Regions from separate parts of the Mus musculus genome. Here regions 1 and 3 are each linked to region 2. The links are chromatin contacts, called in public HiChIP or PLAC-seq and Micro-C maps. All regions are on one chromosome and are shown on one strand. Each heading gives the region's core, a stretch centred on a gene start, on an enhancer-like site or on the middle of the called end of the contact. The rest is flanking DNA. Distances are from core to core; before and after follow the strand shown. Region 1 holds the start of Rasgef1a (RasGEF domain family, member 1A). Region 2 has its middle 20 kb from the start of Fxyd4. Region 3 holds the start of Zfp637 (zinc finger protein 637).

Region 1 (2,700 bases), core at 145-2,644, 110 kb before region 2:
TATTAGCAGAGGAAACAGTCACCGGAGCTGAGCATCGTTTTACGTCTGCATGATACCAGAATCATCCTTCCTGATGCACTCCTGCTGTGGGCTACTCCTCTACGTTCATCTTTAGTCCTTTCTGCCATGTAACTTAGTCTGTATATTACTCACTGTGGAGGTGCTCAACCTTCCTAATGTTGCGACCCTTTAATGCTGTTCTTCGTGTTGTGCTGAGCCCCAGCCATAAAATGTATTTCGCTGATACTTCATAAGTATAATTTTGCTACTGCTATGAATTATAATGTAAATATCTGACATGCAGGCTATCTGAGAGGCAACCCCTTGAAAGGGTCGTTTAACCCCAAGGGGTCTTGACCCACAGGTTAAGAACCAATGATTTTCTGGCACCCAGATGAGCTCTGTGAGGATAAGAACTGTTGCCTGCTTAGTTCTCTGCAAACCACAGTGCCAGCGCATAGCAGGTGCTTAATAAATGTGCATTGTCTGTCCTACATCTTCAGCCCATTAATGTTGGCTCCTCATCTCCACTCTTCCAAATCAATGGTCTGCACTGGGTCTGGTCTAGACAGGTCTGTGTACTGCTCCTGAATCCCACTGCCCACTATGGCTCAAAACAGCTAGAAAGGTGCAGTGGTGGCTCAGGCCCAGGGTTAATTTTAGGGAGATTCTCAGCCTTCCCCTCACTAGGCACTCTTCTCTTTAAACACATGACATTTGAGAATGCACAGGCACAGCCTTGCCCCCACACCTGCCTCCTCTTAACGGCTCTCACTTAAGCCTCCCATATATAAACACGTCCTCTCTCCCGCCCACACATCGCACATACAAGCGCACACCTCCCACATGATCAACCACTCCATCACAGACCGCCCCCACTCCAAGCACTTATGGAGTAAACAGTGGTTCTGAGCCCAAGGATAGGGGAAATTCCAAGATCGCCACTGCTTTTTACAAGTCTGCTCTGTCCAGGACAGCCCTTTGCTTTCTCTTCTGCCGCACCCGGACCCTGCTGCGAAACACCCCACCCCACCCCCACCCCCTGCAGGTTTTCAAGTGGCGCTTTACAGCGGAGCCGCTGGTGTCAGCAGAGGCTAGGAAGGCAGCAGCTGCACCTTGGGCGAGGCCCAAGTGGCGGCAGGTGTCCGGGCAGGGACAGGAGAGAGAGTTGCCCTGGTTGTCCTGGGGGCGAGCACCCTCCTGGCCGCGCTTCCCAAGCTCTGGGGCACAGAAACCTTAACCTTGCGGTCCTGCTGTGGTCAAGACACTGCCCTGGAGTGCTCCTAACCCGCAGTCCCGCACTGCCACAACCCTACCTGGGGCTCCAGAAACATCCTGGCTACAGCTCCCGCTACCGGACCCGCAGGCGGTGTAGAAGCCCGACTACCCTCCGGGGCTGAGCCAGTGCCGCCCAAGCCCGGGGACTTCCCTCCCGTGACCCAGCCACCTCCCGCCCGGGGCGGGGCTGGCGAGCCTCGTGAACAAGACCCTGGGAGGAGCACTAGCAAGGGACAGGGCGAGGCACAGTGAGGCGTGAGCACCCGCAGGGTTTGTGGTGCTAGGTTTGGGAATGGCGTAAGGGTCAAGGCTCTGGGCTCTGGGCGGGGTGGGTCGTCTTGCTGGTGAAGTCCAGGAAGGAGAGGGGAGGGGAGGGGAGGGGAGGGCCAGGAAGGGTCCCAGACTCCTCCTTGGAGACTGAACGCTACAGAGCTACCGCAGGTGCCCAAGCAGCGCTTAGTTCAGATGCTTCCCCTGCCGGGCGGGCGCTCGCTCCACACAGCTGTAGTCTGAAGTGTCTTGAATCCTCAGTCCTTCTATCATCCCCAGAACGCCAGGGATACAGCAGCTGCTGTCGTGGAAGGGCTAATCCGAGTAAGGGATATGCCTGGTGCCTGTCTCTGAGGATCTATCTCACCTCACCCCCACCCCCACCCCACTCCCTGCACTAGGAAAGAATCCTGTCAGGTGCCTCCCACCGCAGCTCCAGCTCTTAGAGTTTAGATGGCAGCGGTGGGCTGAAATGAAGAATGCCCTCTCTGGGGATCTGAAACTAAGGAAGCAGATAGAGGCTGGGAGGGCAGAGAGAGCTGGGCCAGGTTCTAGGAGTCAAAGCTGCTCTCAGCTGGAACCATAGACCATAGACGGGGCAGAGGATGCCCAGGGGGGATTAAACAATCCTATGAGAGCACACAAGCAAGCCATGGTCCCTAATGGAGACTGATGACCCGGACTTTACCCCACCCTGTCTGATCTCTGCCCAGCGGCCTGAGGGAGCACACTTCTCTCCTGCCATCTCCCTTCCCCTCTTTCTCCATCAGCTCTCTTAGCACAAAGATCCATCAGCAGACAGACTCTTGGGTAGTTAGTTCAGTCTTGTGGAACTCTGAATGTTGGGCTCATTCCCTTGTCTCCTAGGAGGACCCAGGCCCTCTGGGCTCTGCCTCCCCTGACGTCTCTACCAGCTCGCACTGTCGCTGGACCCCACCTTTCTTCTCAGGGGTCTCAGAGCCCATAGTATTTATTCCCTCCTGGAACAGCTCCACAGATGGCGGGGAGGAGGGTGCATCAGCTTTCACACAGGGCCCCCCTCTTCCAGCCCTGCATCTTGTTCCAGGGGATGCAAAGCTCACAGTGACCTCTGCTGGCGAATCTTGTCAAGACCCACCTAGACCCTCGGGTGCTGGGCCCTTGCTAGGCTCA
Region 2 (2,700 bases), core at 200-2,699:
CAAGGCTTAAGACCTGAGTTCAATCCCCAAAGCACACATGGTGGAAGGAGAGAATCAACTCCTGCAAGTTACCCTCAGCCTCTGTTGCCTTCCACACACTTAATTAATTAATTAATTAATTAACAATTAATTATGGTGGAAGGAGAGAACGCCATCAAATTACCCTCTGACCTTAAGTTTGTTGTACTCCACATGCTTAATTAATTAAATGTAAACAACAAAAAATTAACAAAGAACTATAGTACTTATTCATTACCACCTCTCTCTCTGGGGGGGGGGGAGGGAGAAGGGCAGGGGTAGAGGGGGAGGGGGATGGAGAGGGAGGGTTTTACACGGAACTCACTGTGCAGTCCACGGCCCTGGCCTTGCAGGCATGAACACCAAGACAGGCTCTTCACTGCAGTTTCTACACAAACAGGTCTCTTGACCGTCAACTTGAAGTAGGTGATACTCCAGACCCTGCCTCTCTTCAGAATTAATGTATTCTGAAAACTACATGTAGATAAGGAAGTCTAGGGAATGGTACTTGGAAGGAAAGACACTGCTCTGAAATAAGAAAGCTTTTTCACAGCTGGGCATGGTGGTACAGCTGGGCATGGTGGCCTTCAATCCTAGCACTGGAGAGGCAGGGCGATCTCTGAGGCTGGGTCTACACAGAGTTCCAGGACAGCCAGGGCAACAAAGAGAAACCCTGAGTCACAAGCTCTAGAACAAATTCTGTTCTATAACACAGTGGCAGAGCACACGCAGGAGGCACTAGGCCCAATCCCCAGACAGACAGACAGACAGACACACACACACACACACACACACACACACAGTTCCAGGCTAACCTAACACACACACAGAGCTCCCCTTGCCTTGACATGAGCCTTTAATCCCACATTCTGCTCAAAAATCAGGAGTTTTTTGTTTTATTTTGTGTTTAAGGAAAAAAAATGAGTTTAAAACGTTTGTAAATCGGAGGCTGCAGGTATGGGGCGGGCGGCTCATTGGTAAAGCACAATCTTGGCTCTGGGATTAATTGCAAGCACAGATGATAACTAAAGTAAACAGAAATTAAAACTAAAGAAAGAGAAGGCAGAGGAGGACAGTAGAGCCTGGCTGGGCCCTCTCCACACACACCCCACCCCCCCCACCCCCACACCCCCCCTCCCCCCCCCGCCCTCCAGGGTGGGACAGTGCTTATGCTAATCAGGCCATTCCCGAGAGACTCCAGTTTTACAAGCCACGTTCGATTCCATTCTGAATGCAAAATGTGGAGGCCCAAAGATCCTGGGTCTGGTTGTGCAGATTGAAACTGCAACCTATCTAGTGCCAACCATGAGACACGGACTGAAAGCAGCGGTCTTCCATCTGCGCGGGAGAGGTACCACAGGCACACAGCAGGGCGCTTTGCAATCCGTGAGCACATTTCAACCTTATCAGAGAAACCAGGCCCAGCACATCAGGCCAGTGAAGAGTGTAGCGCCCTCACATGGACTCGCAAGAGGAGGCTTACCTGACACCTACCCACCTGTAATCTGCTATCTGATGTGTGGAGGGAGTGACAGACAGAAACTCACCATTGCCTTTGGAGCGTTAGCCTGAGGTTGTCCCTCCCCACCCATCTGGCCCCGGTCCTTGCTTCTGAGACTTGGTCGGCCTCTGCCAATCGCAGCTGCTTTCCAGGTGACCTGGTAGTCCCTTATCTACCCACTGACAGTCCTTAGCTAGTCAGATGCCAGCAAGCTTGGAGACCATTGAGAATGAATTCCCTCCCCAGCTCTGGTATCCCTGGCAACACACTAATTTTTGAGGAAGGAGGAAGTATCATAATTGCCCTGACTTAGAACTTGAAATTCCATGGTCATTCATCGGTGACCCCTTTTACAAATGGCTTGCTCAGGGATTAGATAATTCCTTTTGATAAGAAACGGCCAGGGTTTCCCTTGGCCAGGCGAGGCCCAGGATTTTAAAGAGTAAGTTGTATTTCACAGCCTCACAAGGACAGTCTGAAGCCAGGTCAAAGAAGCAGGAGGTGTTAAGGAGCCAGGACCCATAGCGATCCCCTTTTAAAGAGCTATGTACTTGGACACCCCAGAAGCCCCTTCCACAATGCAGGGCTGACAGACACTCCCTGCTAAACCCACAACAGCCTTTTCTCTTTCCAACCCCACCCCCCCCCCCCAGCGAGCAACAATATCTGCCTAAACACCCCCTTTCTCATTACAAGGAAACCTTTCCCTCAACCCTCCCCACACACAACAAGACTTCCATTGCTGAGTCTGCCTGCTTCCTTGGCTCCTAACTCAAAAGCCATGACTTCTTTCCTTCTCTCTTTTTATTGTTTGAGACAAGGTCATGTGTAACCCTGGCTGGCCTCAGCCTCACTGTGCAGTCGTGAACGATAACCCTGAACTTCTGATCTTCCCGCCTCTGCCTCCTGAATGTTGGATCCGACTTGCACCACTCCTTAGGGACTTGTACAGTGTGTACCAAGGAGCCACGTTACCCATCATCCTTAAGAAGCCAATTTTAAAAGCCCAATTCTGTAAAAAGCAGGAAGTGAGGACACACTGGGGAAAGGGCCGGAGCTGCAGTGACCCACTCCAGGCTGTCCTAACGTGAGATTACAGTTTAAACAGAGGGCCTGGGATACCCACACCTCAGCACTCCAGCTCAAGCTGCACCCACCATTAACACCTCATTGTCTGGGCT
Region 3 (2,700 bases), core at 148-2,647, 120 kb after region 2:
CAAACCACCACTCCCTCCCCCCACCCCCCATGGAATGCTTATTTAAGGATCAAATTCCTGAATCTGTACACTTTGTTTACATAGTGGTACAGTATAATCTTTGTTTCAGTATGTCTGGTCAAAATGCTGGATTCCTAGCTTAATGAATTAGCAATCTGATGGTACGATTTTCTATTTTATTAACCAAATAGCTAACCCTTCTATCCATTCAGTTATATAGCCTGATGTCAAGAAATCTTTGAAGGATTCACTTCCAACTTGGAACACAAGCTATAAAGGGGTCCCCTGTCATGCTGCAAATGCATTCACTTAGAGATATTATTGATTAAAAATAAAGCCAACAAAACTCCCCTGTGATTCACAAAGAAAAGCACATGGTAGCTACTCCCTGGGGCTGGACTTTTTTGTCTCTGGAGTGTCTAGAGAACATGGTTAAGTCAAAATGAGTGAACACGGTAGATACCTGAACTCCTCTACCTGCTAAGAAGTAGCCAACATGCCTCAGCTGTGTCTCCAGACTCCCTGATTAATAGCAGGACAACTGACAACAGGAAATTGTCAAGGAAGAACCTGTTCAAGTCAGAGCAATCAAATTCTTGAAGATATTGAAAGAGAGTGATTTCGTAACACAAAACGCTGCTTTTCCTATCAGAAATGTTACCACAGCTCAGAATTAGGCCCCGAGAGACTTGAATTTTTTGCCTTGTTTCCCTCGGTGTATGCCCTGTAGCAGAACAACCTAACAGCCCCGACTCCAGTTTCTTCTCTTAGTAAACAAGTTAACACTATCTCAATTAGCTAGCTCTCGGAAGAACTGAGGACCAGAAAGTGAGGGATCTCTTACATTTGAGACACGCCCTACAAATCCAAGACCTAAAATGGTGCTTTTTCAGGAGAGAGGGCTGGAGGACAGACAGGGTGATCTGTAGGGTTTGGGAAAAATCTAATGAGGCAATTTAACGTGCGATTAGGAGCTTTGGGTGAGGATGAATTCCCCCCACGCTGGACGCCACTCCCTGCTAGGCTCTCTCCCTAGGCGTGAACTCTGCTCTCCTGGCCTAGCTGGACCTTCCTGTGGCCCCTCCCACGCTCGCGGGGCCCCAGCCTCCCAGGGACCCCGACATTGCAGCAGGACCCTTCCGCAGCACACCGCGGCCCACCCGCTCTCCGACCAGCGCACCCTTGTCTGCGGTTGGCGATTTTGGCCCGGACGGCCAGCCTGGCCTGCTCACGCGCCCTGGCCGGAGCAGCAGGCTCAAGACACAGCCCCCTCTCTCGGGCGCACAGCCCCGGCCTCAGCAACACTCACCGCAGCGGCGCGCGCCCGCAGACAGACAAAGCCGGCGCCGAGCCCGTAGCAGCCGCTGCAACGCTGCGCGTCGCCGGACCACAACTCCCAGGAGCCCGCGCGCGCCCCGAGGCACTGTGGGAAGCGCCGCGACCGAGCTGCGGCAGAAACGCGGTGGCTGCTTCTGGTTGTTGGGGAGCGCCGTCCTGTGGAGGAGCGGTGGTTGAAGCTTGGGAATGCTTATGACGTTAAAACTGCAGAAGACTCAGGGTTCCCTATAGGAGCCGGGACCAAGTATTTCGGACAAAGAATCAGGAATACTCTCTGGTCCGTGTAATAAGTTTTTTTTCACCCAAAAGATGGACGAGGCACTGCAGGACTTCGGAGTTTAGGTACTACCCCGACTAGTTGTACGACCCAGGGCGCTCACTTGTGGGGAGCCCAGGTCCGACGGCTCCAGGACCCCATAGGGCACCTACGCGGGGCCCGGGAGACTTTCTGAGCCAAGGGAACTCGAGGGAACAGTATTCCCTGAGTGGACACTAACATTGTCTTCCTAACTGAAGAAGTTAATGACACAAGGGTTGAGATTTGAACACTCTAAAATTAGTTATTAGAGATGGGAGAGTAGCCCTTTTGGTCCTGAGAGGGGCGTGGATGAAATTGAGCATCCATTCAATAAAATCTCTTTTAAGATGCCTTAAACGTCCATCGACTGCATTTATTTATATGCATTTCTAATAGCCTTTTTTTTTTTTTTTTTTTTTTTTTGGTTTTTCGAGACAGGGTTTCTCTATATAGCCCTGGCCATCCTGGAACTCACTCTGTAGACCAGGCTGGCCTCGAACTCAGAAATCCGCCTGCCTCTGCCTCCCAAGTGCTGGGATTAAAGGCGTGCACCACCACTGCCTGCCTCTAATAGCTTTTCTAAAGGACATTAGTCTCACCCTGGAGCCCTGACTTGACTTCTTTCGTAGTGAGCCTCCCCCAGAGTCTTCCCTTGGTAGATTTAGCTATCCTATTGAATGAAAGAGACCATAAGAAATGTTCCTCTTGCAGTGCCCTTGTTCCTTTCCCAGAATTACATGTGTCAGACTGGATGAAATATTTGACTTCACAGGACATCTCTGTTCTGTGAGACCAGATGTGGGATTAGGACAAGTTTTAGTTGACAAAGCATCGGTAGGAAAAGGGGGCCATCAGGGGAGACAAGAACTCATGTTTCCTTCATAAATCTGCAAAGATTCTCTTAACAGCCTTGAGGACTTGGGTACACGTATTTTTTGGGAAAAAAAGATCCCATTTTGTTTAGTGTGTGGATGTGAGGGGTGTCTTGCTGTGCCTGTGGAGGTCAGAGAATCATTAGTATGAGTGGGCTCACCCTTTCCTACAGGGAATCGAACTCAGGTCAT

What was found. A called contact is a pair of places that touch in the nucleus more often than the background predicts. HiChIP or PLAC-seq counts read pairs in DNA pulled down with a chosen protein or histone mark.
Region 1: an H3K27ac HiChIP or PLAC-seq map of embryonic stem cells shows a contact between it and region 2, with 5 times the contacts expected there. The contact joins the promoter of Rasgef1a here to the enhancer-like site in region 2. A contact is called at or near these places in 3 of 39 promoter capture datasets (the 3T3-L1 cell line and hippocampal neurons), 4 of 484 Hi-C or Micro-C datasets (the AML12 cell line, cerebral cortex and embryonic stem cells), 4 of 115 datasets of contacts at active chromatin or transcription factors (SST interneurons and embryonic stem cells) and 3 of 9 other capture datasets (adipose tissue, embryonic stem cells and pancreatic islet).
Region 3: a Micro-C map of embryonic stem cells shows a contact between it and region 2, with 3 times the contacts expected there. The contact joins the promoter of Zfp637 here to the enhancer-like site in region 2. A contact is called at or near these places in 17 of 39 promoter capture datasets (the 3T3-L1 cell line, 3T3-L1-derived adipocytes, the C10 cell line and 13 more), 2 of 15 datasets of contacts at CTCF or cohesin (large pre-B cells and pro-B cells), 34 of 484 Hi-C or Micro-C datasets (the G1E-ER4 cell line, the HL-1 cell line, the N1E-115 cell line and 8 more), 7 of 115 datasets of contacts at active chromatin or transcription factors (embryonic stem cells, extraembryonic endoderm stem cells, fetal liver and 3 more) and 4 of 9 other capture datasets (adipose tissue, embryonic stem cells, liver and 1 more).

What each region holds. Positions count from the first base shown.
Region 1 is chr6:118,065,079-118,067,778 of GRCm38.p6, reverse strand. It overlaps Rasgef1a (RasGEF domain family, member 1A), which reads right to left and starts at 1,394. Exons shown (of 13, transcript NM_027526.1): 1 at 1,317-1,394. The coding sequence starts at 1,334.
Region 2 is chr6:117,956,035-117,958,734 of GRCm38.p6, reverse strand. No RefSeq gene overlaps it. Among named protein-coding and RNA genes, the nearest start is that of Fxyd4, 20 kb to the right of the region's middle. Within about 2 kb of position 1,449, at least 13 of the 459 cell types and tissues checked have an H3K27ac peak or open chromatin away from gene starts, as enhancers often do. A contact at or near this core is called in differentiating embryonic stem cells, embryonic stem cells, induced pluripotent stem cells and 1 more, where this site is marked.
Region 3 is chr6:117,839,878-117,842,577 of GRCm38.p6, reverse strand. It overlaps Zfp637 (zinc finger protein 637), which reads right to left and starts at 1,397. Exons shown (of 3, transcript NM_177684.3): 1 at 1,310-1,397.